2 separate regions of the Sus scrofa genome follow, and region 2 is linked to region 1. A link is a contact called in public HiChIP or PLAC-seq data. All regions are on one chromosome and are shown on one strand. Each heading gives the region's core, a stretch centred on a gene start, on an enhancer-like site or on the middle of the called end of the contact. The rest is flanking DNA. Distances are from core to core; before and after follow the strand shown.

Region 1 (6,807 bases), core at 2,352-4,851:
AGGTTTTCATAGGCATTAGAAGAACTAGGTGGTGTAATCTGAGACATCTTAATGATCAAATGCAAAGATATAGTCTCACTACTCACATCTTGTATTTTTTCCAGTGAACCTACATTATAATTGCTTGTAATTATCTCTTCTTATCAATTCTGCAGTCAACTTACTAACAACAAAAAAAAGTAAACCCATGATACTGCCCTATTTGGGACAATCATTTCAAAACCAACCACTTGTGAAAACACTCTAAAATGCTATACTCTAGCAGCTAAGAGCATTCTTAAATACTAATAACAGTAGGATAAAAATCAGGAAACTTTCAAGTATCAAATAGATACCATACCAAGATGTTTCTGATGTGAAATTAGCTCATAATTTAAGCCCCAAATCAAAGTAGTATTCCCTTAATGTCATCATCTAACCTCATTCAAATATAGATCGATTAACAAACTATCCATTTAAGTTGCAGAAAAATCTACTGCTTTTTTTTTTTTTTGGCTGTGCCCAGGTGTAGAAGTTCCAGAGCCATCACTGACAACATCAGATCCTTAACCTGCCAGGCCATGAGGGAATTCCTCCCCACAAACATTGCTTTTATTATGTTCTCCTTGACTATTCACAACCCATTATTTGCTTCTGAAGTGTGGAATTAATCCTGATTAAGACCAAAAAAACCAAAAAATTAAACTGCTTTTGGTCATTCTTAATAAATTGCACTTCTAAACACAAATTAACCATTACAGTAATTTACTGTTGCTAAAAATGAAGGCACACTTTTATTTCATTACATGTACCATGAGAAAAAGCACCTACAACATGGAGCTGAAGAACCAGGCTGCTCTCAGCATATAAATATTTTGATTCTATTACTTTCAAATATTCTATAGACAGTCTTTAAATTCAGTTATCAAGTTCTCTATGTAACTCCAGGTAAAGGAAATATATTGTAAAACATAAATGAGCTTGACGATGTTACCCACCTCACGTTAACTAAAAGTGGATCTATACTAAAGCTTTGGAATTATTTCCAAACCAATGAGTACTGAAGCCTTCCATTCAGTTATACCACAACTCCTCCGAGAGAACACCCCTTAAGGGTCAAAGCATACAAATGTAGACTTGTCAACCACTCTTTAACCTAACAACTTTATACACTTAGAATAATCACTTGGGCTAATTCACATTAAGAACTTTAAATTACCTTCTCCTTGAATACAAAGGCAATATACATCTTGAAGTCAAACTGGTCAGCTAGAGATTCTTTTTTCTTTCTAAGCTGAGCACGTAGTCTGTTCAGAGCTTGTTTCTTCCGGGAGTTTGGGTCCCCCATTTTGAAATACAGGTGGTACTAAAGCCTTTGGAAATTGTCACTAAACTATGGGCACTTTTCTTAAGACTCAAGTACAACAGAAACAAGTCATTTTTTTCCTGCTAATATGATTGGATAGCTAAAATCAGGACTGTAACCAAAAAACTGCACCTTCTGGCAATATTAGCAGACTGTCATATTACAGGGTCAAGAAACAAAAGCTGCTGTCCAGTCATGTTTGGACAATAAAGTTTGGGATTGGATGGGAAAAAGGAAAGGGAGGAAGGAAAGAAAGAGGAGGAAATGCTTGAACTAACTTTTTAGAAAACACATTTGGCTCAACTGCCAAAATAAAGGTGGGGAAAATGAAAAACCTATTAATAGGATTTAGGTGTGCAATAAAACACAGCTGACACCAGTCCAATCCTTAAAATCCATCCGGATTTTTTTCCCTTTTTTTGGAGAAGAGATCATGAAAAGGAATAGGGAGGGGGAATGTAATCCTTTCCAAATATCAAAAAAAAGTAAAAAAAAGCCACCAAAATAATCCCCCCAAACACCAAAACAGGGTAGGCGAATGAAACTGAAATATCCAATTGAATTTTACCCAACCAGATCCATGGCTGTGGTACCTAATTAACTCTTAGTTATTTCAGATTTCACTATTGCTATGTATTGTCAGTGCCTGTTATTGATTACACTTGGTAGTGAGCAAAGAGAAAAGTGCAAAATCGGTAGAGAAGGAAGGGGAGAGGTACAGGGTTTCCCTGCAATCAACTACAGTGTATACCGGGGGCGGGCAGCTGTTGCCCAAAGGAGCCATAAGAAAAAACAGCGGAGTCACTGCCAACTTCCCCATCACCCACATTTTCACCCTCAGGCGGCTGCTAATGCTGCTGCCAAGGAGAATCATGATGGCAGAGGGAAAGGGGGGCTTAATACGATATAATGATTCCGGCTCTGTGGTTAGACCTGATTAATGCCCGGGTTCCCAACAGCCCCAGTCCTGCAATGAGTCCTACATGCCCCGAGGGAGCCTTCCCTATGAATTTGCCCCCGTGCAAGACCGTGGGGAGTGCAACTTATCTTCTTGCGAGCATTGCTGAGGCAAAGGTGGCGGGTTCTTCTCCCAAATCCCAGGCAGTGCCCGGGGACCACCTGCCTTCCACCTCCCAGGTCCCACCCCCACCCTTTGCCTTCAGCTGCAGCGACTCACTCGCACCACGGGAGACACTGGATCACTCGAGTTTTCACTCATTTCATCGTGGCAACAATACCCGCCCGGGTAGAGGAGGCGGGAGAGGGTAAATGGGAAAGATCAGTGGGAAGAAAAGAAAATAGTTGCGTTAATATTAATTACTTTTTAAAGTATGCCCACCCCCCCAAGAAAAAAAGAAAACAAGTTCCCGGATTCCGCTAGCTCTCACGTGGAACAGACCATGTTTCCCCAGTTTGGATCGTTTAGGGCGGGGTCGTTAGTTGGCTTCCCCAAGGGGCAGGGGGTGGACCCCAGATAGCTGGGGTGGGTGACGGGGAAGTCCCCTCCCTGTCCCCGCGGAGACCGGGACTCACTGACCGACTCTCGGGCGGGGTTCGGGCCCTCTAGCCGCAGCCTGCGGGCGGAGCGGTGGCGGCGGCGGCGGAAGAGAAGGCGGCGGCGGGGGCGCTGCTCGCAGCACGGGCAGGAGCCATGTCAAGAGAAAACCACCAGCCAACTGAGCCCCTCCATCCCCGCTGCAGTGCGCACTGTGACCGGGCCGCCCGCGCTGCTGCCGCCGCTCAGCCCCGACCTGGGCCCCATAGTCTGGCTCGGCGCCCCGGGCGGCGGCGAAGGGGGAAGGACGCGGGGACGGCGGAGACGACGAGAGAAAGAGAGGAGCAGGAAGAGGAATGAGGAGGAAGAGGGGGGGGTCGGAGTTGTACTGGCGGCGGGGGGGAGGGGAAAAAGGGAGGGGAGCCCTGCGCTAAGGGGGTCTGTCAGCGAAGTAAACCCCCCCAAATAAAGTTATTGCAGTTCCAGCATCTGCTCTGGAGTCTTTCTTCTCCCCAAGGGTCGCGTCCCGTCTCTCAGGAAATAAGGTCGAGGAAACCCGGAGGGGGGAAAAGCCGAAGCGAAGGGTGGGCGTCCGCGGTGACCCAGCCTCGATCCCCCCCACCGGTGGCTGCGGAAGCGGCGGCAGCGACCTCGGGCGCCTCCCGGATCCGGGGCAGAATCGCGTTTGAGCAGGGACGCGAGAACAAACAACTTAAAATGGCAGCGACGGCCGCTGCGTCACCCGCCCCTCACCGGCACCGCCCAGAACTCTCTGCGGCGGCGCACCCCCGCGGGCCGCCTCCATCTGCGCAGAAGTGAAGGGGGAGAAAAGACTGGTGGGAGTAGGAAGCTTTGTGTGGTTATCAAGGAAGAAGGAAAGAAGAGCAGGAGAAGGTGTGAGCAAGCTTTTAAAAGGGTGACTCTTTGAAATTAAACTTTTTAGGTAATATTCCCGCCTCAAAGGGGAGTTTGAGGATGAAGACTCCCCTCTTGCCCAGTAGGGAGTTTCCATAGGGCGTGGAAAGGAACTACCCATTCTCCCTCCGCCCCCTCTGTCAGGAGGGCCCAGTCTCCGGAGTTGGCCACTCGCCACCCTCCCACCGCCGTCGTCATAAAGCCACGCCCTTATGCCCTCCCCGACCAGGCACCCGGATGGGCTCTCTCTTCCCGGGTCTCCGCCTTGGAGACTCCGGCTGGGCGCGGGAGGACGGGGCGGAGCCGGTGGGCGGAGAGTCTGCGAAGGTGGGGCGGGGTGAAGGAGGAAAAGAAAGTGTGTATTGGACGAGTAGGCGGAGATTCTCCTTTTTCCTCGTAGTGGCTTTATTTCTAACCCACTGATTGGTAGTCCTTTTGGGGGGGGGGTCGGCCCCGCGGTATCCTGCTACTGAGAGTTAATCTCCAATACTTGGAATCTAAACAGCGTGCACAGAAGGTGGCTCATGCTTTCTGCTGCACGCTGGCTCCGTCGCACAAGGCTCTGTCCCCCACCTCGCCACGTGCGCAGGGAGAGAGGGCGTTAAAAGGTCGAAGACGCCGTTGGAGCGTTGCTGCCGTGCCTTAGGAGAGAAACGGCTGACCTGCCTCGTGGAGCATTTTAAACCTACTTTATACAACACAATTTCTATGGTGATCCCTCAGGACCCTAGACTTAGGGCTTGTCCCTTACGTGGTTTTCTGTCTTCCTCAAAATATGAAGAGAGGGGACTGGGAGACGGACTCACACATCTCTGATCACACGTCTTTGGCACCAAGGGGCACTGAGTCCCAATTTTCAGAGCTCCAACGTGCCTATAAAAACTCAGTTAAATAATCAGAAAAAAAAAAAAAGTAATCAGCTAAGGTCAACCTTCAACAAAAGCAAAACCTACATAATCCTTTATGACCTACTCTCTGATGAAATTTTAGAACTCTCTTGATTGTCCATATTACTGCCCTTCACTTGGTAAAATCAAAATAGATTGCCTATAATGATATTTTTTTCACCTATGAGCCAAAATAATAATTTGACCCTTAGAATAAATTGTTCACAACTTAAGGGTGAGATTCCTGAGGTTTCCAAATGATTATTAACCTTGAAAGATAAATCTAGCATTTGGCTAGTATTTTCCCTGATTGAATTTCGCAATCACATAATGATAACTGTTAAGAAAACTCACATGGGTAAAATTGAGGATTTCTGGCAGTTTATGACATTGTTTTAAAAAAAACATAAAAGAGGAGCTCCCGTCGTGGCAAAGGGGAAATGAATCCCACTAGGAACTATGAGGTTTCAGGTTTGATGCCTGGCCTCACTCAGTGGGTTAAGGATCCGGCTTGCTATGAGCTGTGGTGTAGGTCAAAGATGGGGCTTGGATCCTGTGTTGCTATGGCTGTGGTGTAGGCTGGCAGCTACAGCTCTGATTTGACCCCTAGCCTGGGAACCTCCATATGCCAAGGATCGGCCCTAAAAAGACAAAAACAAACAAACAAAAAAACCATAAAAGAAACAAAAGAAAAAAAACAGATAAAATGGACTTAAACAAAATTAAAAACTTGTGTTGCAAACACCACCACACCAAGAAAGGTCAAACCCACACACAACCCACAGAATGTGAGGAAATATTTACAATTATAAGAGTTCCCATTGTGGCTCATCGGCAACGAACCGGACTCTAGGATCCATGAGGATTTGGCTTTGATCCCTGGTCTTGTTCAGTAGGTTAAATGATCCAGCATTGCTGTGAGCTGTGGTGAAGTTCTCAGACAAGGCTCAGATCTGGTATTCCTATGGCTGTGTTGTAGGCTGGCAGCTCTGGTTCGATCCCTAGCCTGTGAACTTCCATATCCCTCAGGTGTGGCCCTAAAAGGGGGAAAAATTTGCAATTACATATCTGATAAGAAACTTGTATAATCAGTAACTCCTCTGCCTCACTAATATTTGTTCATGTCTTCTTGATCTGGCCCCGATTTGTATCCATGCTCATTGCCATAGAAGATTAAAAATAAAAACTTCCTTAGAAATGTAATTCACACACCACAGAATTTATCTATTTAAAGTGTACAAATCAGGAGTCCTCTATGGTGGCTCAGTAGGTTGAGGATCCAGTGTTGTCGCTGATGTGGCTCTGGATACTGTTGGTCCTCAGGTTTGATCCCTGGCCCAGGAACTTCTCGGTGCCATGGTTTTTGTGTAGACTTATATTTTCTATTCTCTTGAGTGGAGTTACTGGGGCAAATGTTAACTCTATCTTCAACCATTTGAGAAACTGCCAGACTGTTTTTACCAAGTGGTAGCACCATTTTAGATTCTAGACAGCAGTGTATGAGCGCTCTAATTTCTCTACATCCTTGTTATGAAATGTCTTTTTTTTTTTTTTTTTTTGCTTTTTAGGGCTGCATCCTTGGCATATGGAGGTTCCCAGGCTAGGGGTCAAATCAGAGCTATAGCTGCCGGCCTACACCACAGCCATAGCAACACAGGATCCAAGCCCCATCTTTGACCTACACCACAGCTCATGGCAACGCCAGATCCTTAACCCACTGAGCGAGGCCAGGGATCAAACCCATAACTTCATAGTTACTAGTAGGATTCATTTCCACTGAGCCACAACGGGAACTCCTATTAAATGTCTTTTTGATTATAGTCATCCTAGTGGGTGTGAAGTGGGTATCTCATATTGGTTTTTATTTGCCTTTCCCTAATAATTAATGGTGTTGAGCACCTTTTCATGTATTTTGGTCACTCTATTTTCTTTGGAGAATCTCTCTTCAGAGATTTTGCTCATTTTTTTTTTTTAGAGTTGGGTTACTTGCCTTTTCATTATACAATCTCATCAGATATATAATTTGCAAATATTTTCTCACATTCTGTGGGTTATGGGTTTGCCTTTTCTTGGTGTGGGGTCTTTTCAACACAAAAGTTTTTAATTTTGTTGAAATTCATTTTATCTTTTTTTTCTTCCATTTCTTGTGCTTTTGATGTCATGAA
Region 2 (6,490 bases), core at 773-3,272, 61 kb after region 1:
TAAAGTCTCAGTCTACCACTGCCTACCTGTATGAGATCTTGGACTCATGACTTAGCCTCTGAGTTGTAAAAAAGAGAGTAGAAAACATTTACCTCACAGGGCTACTGAAAAGATTCAGGAGGATTACATACATTAGGGTAGTTTAGAGCAGCAAGGCCCCACGGAAATAAAATGTGAGATGCAAATGCAAACCACATCTATAATTAAAATTTTTTTTCTGGTAGCCATGTTAAAAAAAAGGGAAGTTAATTTTAACAATATTTGTATTCAACTCAATATATCCAAAGATTATTTCAACACATACTCAATACAAAAAATCATGGAAATATTTCACGTTCTTTTCATACTAGCTCTTTGAAATCTGATATGTATTTTACATGACAGCACTTTTCAATGAAGACTAGCCACATTTCAAGTGCTCAAAAGCTATCAAGTGGCTAGTGGCCACCCAACTGAACTGCACAGGTATAAAGCTGAATTAGTTAATTTGTTACATCCACTCATTTAGGAGGCAAAGCAGAGGGTGAAACGCTTCAAAATCTGGGGGCTTCACAATTTTTTCCTAAAGAAGGCATCATTTCCTTTATGTTGAACTTAAAAAAAGTCAAACAACACTAAAATGAATAAAGTAAAAGTCTCTCCATGCCTTTCCAAAACTAACCAATAGTATTAGCAACTACATATAACATTGGGGGTAGGTGGGCTTCATGATACATCTAGAAACTCAATTCTCTTATTGCCTCTGTAGATTTCTAACTATGGTAACCTCTAGGTTCTAGCCTTCTGGTTTGGTTATCACTTTCATATGGAAGACATTTTTCTCTCCCAGCTTTTTCGTTCTGGAAAGAAATAACATTAGGTACTCTGCTTTATGCTATACTTAGTACAGACTACCTGAATGTAACTTTTTATATATTTTTAATATATACTTACTATTCGGGCTCTTTTCATCAGTGATGTCTTTTTACCACGTGGCTGAACGAAGAAATTAGAAGTCAGATTTACTACTTTGACTGGCTGGTGTTTCAAAGTCAAATTACACAGTACTTATACTTACCACGCTGATCATCAGAATTTTTACTCTGGAAACACAGTCGTCTAGGGATAGCTCTCCAACCAATGGATTGTTTCCCTTATTTAGAATTTAGATTTTCACGCTACATTTTCCCCCAAAGAAAACTAGAATCCTAGGACTATGCTTTGTATACTTTGAGCTCTTTCAAAAAGAATTCCAGTGGTGCAGGTGGCAGGAGGTGGGCACGCAGGATGGCAGGGTATGGGGCTAACAAAACATTTCCTAAAGGCGGTGCTAAGCATAGTCAGGAGATACTTCTTTCCTTCTGAGAATGACAATCCCACCAAAGTTAAGAAATGGGAAAAAAGACTTGTATTAATAGCTATGGTTGGTGTAAAAAAAGATTTAACAATACCCTGATAAACTGAAATGTACTATGCCCAGAAAGTTGAGAAGTTTGTGAAATGACTAGAAAAAAAAAAAAAAAGCTAGACGCAATTATCACTTAGGTTTTTCTGCTCCTTCAAATTGCAATAGCCATTGCATTCCGGTGCCTAGAACAGTACTTTGTACGAATATTAGGATGACTATTAGTATTCCTTGCAGGATTAGGCCTTCTGGCACTACTACAACACAATATAGTCATATACAAAGCGCCAAAATATAAACGGTCTTAACACATTTAGGAGGCCGTGGATCGAAGGCTTTACAGAACAAGTCCTGTACTATATATAAAATATTTTGTTCTCCCGATGTTTGTCTAGCGGGGGCAGACCTTTGCCCCGCTTGTAAAGAGCAAAAAAAACATTCGAATCTGGAGGAAGTTCCCAGTGCAGGTCGAAGTGCAAAAGCCGAGGGTACAAGTGACCCACGGAGTTAAGACCGCCGACTTCCCGACCCAAATACCTGCTACGCCCTACGCGCAGGCGCAGAAAAGGGAAGGGGGCCGAAGAGGGCGGAGGCGAAAGGCCATTCGCCGGATTCAGGTGGCCCCGCCCTCCGTCACGCGCCAGACGGTCACGTGGCCGCCCGGAGCCGGAGGGTGGAGTTTTACTCTTTTACAGTCGCCACCCGGCAGGAGTCCAGCCCCTGTGGGTACGAACGCGGGTTGGTTTTGGACCCTCTGCGAGGCGCCGCTACCACAGCTACCTGCGTTCGTTACAAGGATTTCCTGCTTCCACCCGGTAAGTGTGAGAGAGGTGACCAGAGAGAGTGGGTCGCAGAGGCTGCTGGACGAGCCACTTTGGGCTTCGGCCGGCCGGAAGTCGCGCACTCCGGTGACAGCTGCCGGAGTCTTAGTGAAAGGACTGTTGAACCGTCCCGGCAGCCGGGACGGGGGGGAAGGAGGTGAGGCTCGGGGCTGCCCCATTGGTTAGGTCGGTTTTTGGCGCGCTGTTCCTCCGCGCTCGCTATTGGCTGGCGCGCGCCGTCCCTGACGCGCGCTCTGCGGTTGGAGGGCCCCGGCGCGCGGCCCGGATTGTCCGCCCCTTGCTGGTTTCTCCCTCCCTGTGTCCCCAGGACTAGGTGGCGGGGTCGCGGGGTGGCTTGTGTGCAGCTGGTTCGTGTGAGGACACCAGCTTGGGCGTGCCTGGCTTTCGGGATGAGGCGGACCACCCTCTTGACCAGTAAGCAACTGGCGGTGACCCGAGGGGTGTCCCTGAATTCCGCGTCTCTCATTTAAAAAAAACTGGACTTGATGACATTTAGTTTCACCTGTTTATCAGAATTTCCTAGAACCCAGTGCTATGCTAGAGTTCAATCTAATTATTTTAAAAAATTAGATAAGGTAGTTCCCTTGTGGCGCAGCGGGTTTTGGAACCGGATTGTCGCTGTAGCGGCTTAGATTCGATCTGTGGCCCAGGAACTTCCACATACTGCGGGTGCGGCCAAAAAAAATTAAATAAAAAAAAACCCTAGGTAATAAAAAGTAAGTGAGGGTGTAAGGTTGTTGGCGGGAGTGTAATGAACAAGTGAAGACTTTTTTGTGTTGTTGTCTTTTTTGCCATTTTCTTGGGCCGCCCCCGCGGCATATGGAGGTTCCCAGGCTAGCGGTCGAATCGGAGCTGGCAGCTAGCTGCCAGCCTACGCCAGAGCCACAGCAAGGCAGGATCCAAGCCGAGTCTGCAACCTACACCACAGCTCACGGCAACGCCAGATCGTTAACCCACTGAGCAAGGGCAGGGATCGAACTCTCAACTTCATGGTTCCTAGTCGGATTTGTTAACCACTGAGCCACGACGGGAACTCCTACGTGAAGACTTGATTCTTGTTGCTGTTCATCTTTTAAAATCGTGGCATATACTAAAGCACATTTTTCACATAACGGTTTAGGACTCAACCCTCCAACTAAATTAGAACCTTCACGAAACACTATTTATTACTCACATGCCATGCATTTTGATGTTTTCTCATCTCTTCAGTTTTGTTCAGTTACATTTTTTCAAACACCTACTAAGTGATTTTGGAATCCCAGGCTGCCACCCGCAGTTTGGAAATCATTGTCCTGGCTCAGTTTAGTTGGTCCTGACCAGCATTTGCTTAACATGAAATAGAATGGAAAATAGGGTACATCACACAATTAGGTGAAGCTTTGTTTCCTAAGCTTTTTCGTTGGCATTTGTGTGCCCTAGGGCACGGTTTATAAAATGTATTCACGCGAGATGGATCATAGTCAAAAGTTAGAAAGCCACTGCACTGAGTAAAGGAAGGCAGGACCACAGAAATCAGGAAGATCTGTTCTTGGCTGGGAAGTTCAGAGTTATGTTTGGAGTGAGTCTGGCCCAGTGGTTTAGCAACATTACATACCGCTTTGTTCCCTGCTCCCTTTTCTTTGCTTCCATCAGTGTCTCCATGTGTGGTGGTGGTTAAACATTGCCTGCAAATATAAATACATAATCTAATTTGACTGGATATTAAGTCACAGTTAAGCTATTGCTGGTTTCCAGAGCCAAGTTTATGATAGCTTAAATCTGTGAAACAGCAAAGTTAGGATGCTCTTCTTTAATACATAGACTTGGGCATACCCAAGTCTCAGGTTTGTTCTTCCTGGTGACCATTTTCCACATCTTTCTGTATTTAATCCAGGTCACCAACATGTTTTGTAAATTTGTTTAGAATACAGATTTTTCCTTTTATAGCAGTATTCTTCTAGGTAGAATTGTGTGTGTGTGTTGTGTTTATGTGTATAGAGATACTAAGAGTCACTAGCTTTAGGCACTTTAACAAGTGACAGAGCTGAGTTTGGGCACAATGAGAAATGATAATTCCATCATTTTTCTTTGATTGTTTTGATTTTTATGATTGTACTTTCAACAACAAAAAAAACCTTTTCATGCAGTCTGTATTCTGCTTTTGAATGTGCAGTCTTCTGTTCCTGACCAGGTGTATAATGAATCCCAGCATGAAGCAGAAACAGGAAGGAATCCAAGAGAATGTAAAGGTATGTGATGCAATCACTTTAATCTCTTGTAGAGAGCATATGGTTAGATGTTTTTTGACACAATTTAGTCACATGTTATATATTACCTGGCTATAATTTCTGTAAACTTTGAAATACTAAATTTTCAGTGAGGACAAGTAACAATAAAGAACTTGTTTAAAAATTAATTATGGTTGCATATTAAGTTTTTTGACCCACATATATGGGATGTCTTTCCATCCATTTAGGTCTTCTTTTCTTTCAACAAAGTTATGTAGTTTTCATAGTTTTTGAGGTTTTCACTTTTTAAATTTTTTCTTAAGTATTGTTTTTTTAAGCTATTGTAGATGGAGTCATTTCCTTAATTAAATTTTTGGTGTGCCTACTATACAGAAACGCAGTCGATTTTTGTCTCTTGGTCTTGTATCTTGCAACCTTGCCAAACTTGTTTTTATTTAGTTCAAATAGTTTTTTAGTAGATTCCTTAGGATGTTCTATATATAAGACTATTATTGCTTTGTTTCTACTCTTAAATTTCATGCAATGATTTTATTAAAATCCTTGGTGTTTAGGTTAGCATCTTTGACTGCAGAGACACATTTTGCATTGTACTTTGTATAGTTTCAGGGTACATCATACTCATTACCATCTAACCTGCTTGTTTGCCACACCTTTTGAATCCTTGTATTATACAGTCACTGGAAACCTCCCAAATGTTTGTTTATAACAGTGAAGACAGAGCTTAATTTTGAGTCTGTAATTTTGACTGGCTTCACTCTTACAGTTCTAAATGAATGTACAGCTTAGCTAGGTCTTATCATAGAATTTAGACTAGATCTATTCTCAGGATTCCTGAGAATGAGACCACATTGTCAGGAAGGCGTACCAGTTTGCAGACTTAAACTGAATAGTATAAATAAAAAGCTTTTCGTAAATGATAGCAGTTGCTTTTTTGATAAGTTGTTTACCTTGTCTTAGTATCTTCCTTACATTGTTTTTCTTGAATAATACTTTGTGTTGATAATTTGTGAATTTGATTCCATCAGCTATTCAGGATGATGACATCTTCCCACTGTTTTGTATGTATGTTTTTAAGCTTTTTATAATGAAGATTTTTAAATACTCAAAAATAGAGTCAATAGCATTTCAATTTACTTCCCCCATTTTCAACAATTATCAGTGTATGGCCAGCCTTGTTTCATCACCATCTCCATTCACTCCCCCTTTCCTCCACTGATTTATTTTGAATCAAATCCCAGACAAATAATTTATATAATTTCAGCAGATAGTAATATTTAAAGAGAAATCTAATATTTACTAGCTGCAGTATAGCTATCTGAGATATAAAAGGACCTGGTTCTGCCTCCAAAACTGTGATGCTAGGTGAGTTATTTAGGATCTCAGCCTCAGTTTACTTAATCTGTAAAATGAGGGAATTGGACTGGAACTAGGTCTGTAAGAGTTCACGTTAGGAGTTCATGGATTCCCAAAATTCTGTAGGATTGTGCTCTTGTTTGTGTGTGTGTGGTTATTTTGTTTTGTTTTTTTCTTTTTGAGGGAGTTCACAAAATCTCAAATTGTTTTCTAAAAAGATTAAGACCCATTAATATATAAGAATCTTTTCCGTAAAGAGTTTATTACTCTACTGCATGTGATGTGTGTAAATAAAATGCCTTTGGGGGGGCTGGATGCTATAAGTCTTACAGGTGTGAAAGTTAAATCTTAGAAATGGTCGTTTTTTGGTTTCAGTAATTTAGCTGGCTTTTTTGGCCTTTATTGGTAGCAAGCATTTAAATGAATTAGTACCTCCTATTATTAAGGTTCCAAATTGTATTTTCTTGTATTTGTCTGGAGACTGTTGATTCTTCTATAATCTAAATTGTATCTGAAATGTTGGTGTAATATTTGTTCTCACAGTAGCTGGCATTTGTTCTGCAGTTAAATAGTGAGATAATAATCAGCAGTAGCAGCTTTACCGTGGGAAAGGTAGACTCTCGTTCTGTGGAGCATAGTGTGGAATCAGTAACTTTCTCACGCTGCTTTGGTATCATGTTCTT

The links. HiChIP or PLAC-seq counts read pairs in DNA pulled down with a chosen protein or histone mark.
Region 2: an H3K27ac HiChIP or PLAC-seq map of alveolar macrophages shows a contact between it and region 1. The contact joins the promoter of GMNN here to the promoter of C7H6orf62 in region 1. A contact is called at or near these places in 1 of 5 promoter capture datasets (fetal liver), 10 of 47 Hi-C or Micro-C datasets (alveolar macrophages, blood, brain and 4 more) and 1 of 2 datasets of contacts at active chromatin or transcription factors (alveolar macrophages).

Annotation. Positions count from the first base shown.
Region 1 is chr7:19,521,304-19,528,110 of Sscrofa11.1, forward strand. C7H6orf62 reads right to left here and starts at 3,602. Exons shown (of 5, transcript XM_001928389.6): 1 at 1,199-3,602. The coding sequence starts at 1,327. It also overlaps the pseudogene LOC110261734.
Region 2 is chr7:19,583,946-19,590,435 of Sscrofa11.1, forward strand. It overlaps GMNN (geminin), which reads left to right and starts at 2,023. Exons shown (of 7, transcript XM_003128203.5): 1 at 2,023-2,199; 2 at 4,397-4,454. The coding sequence starts at 4,404.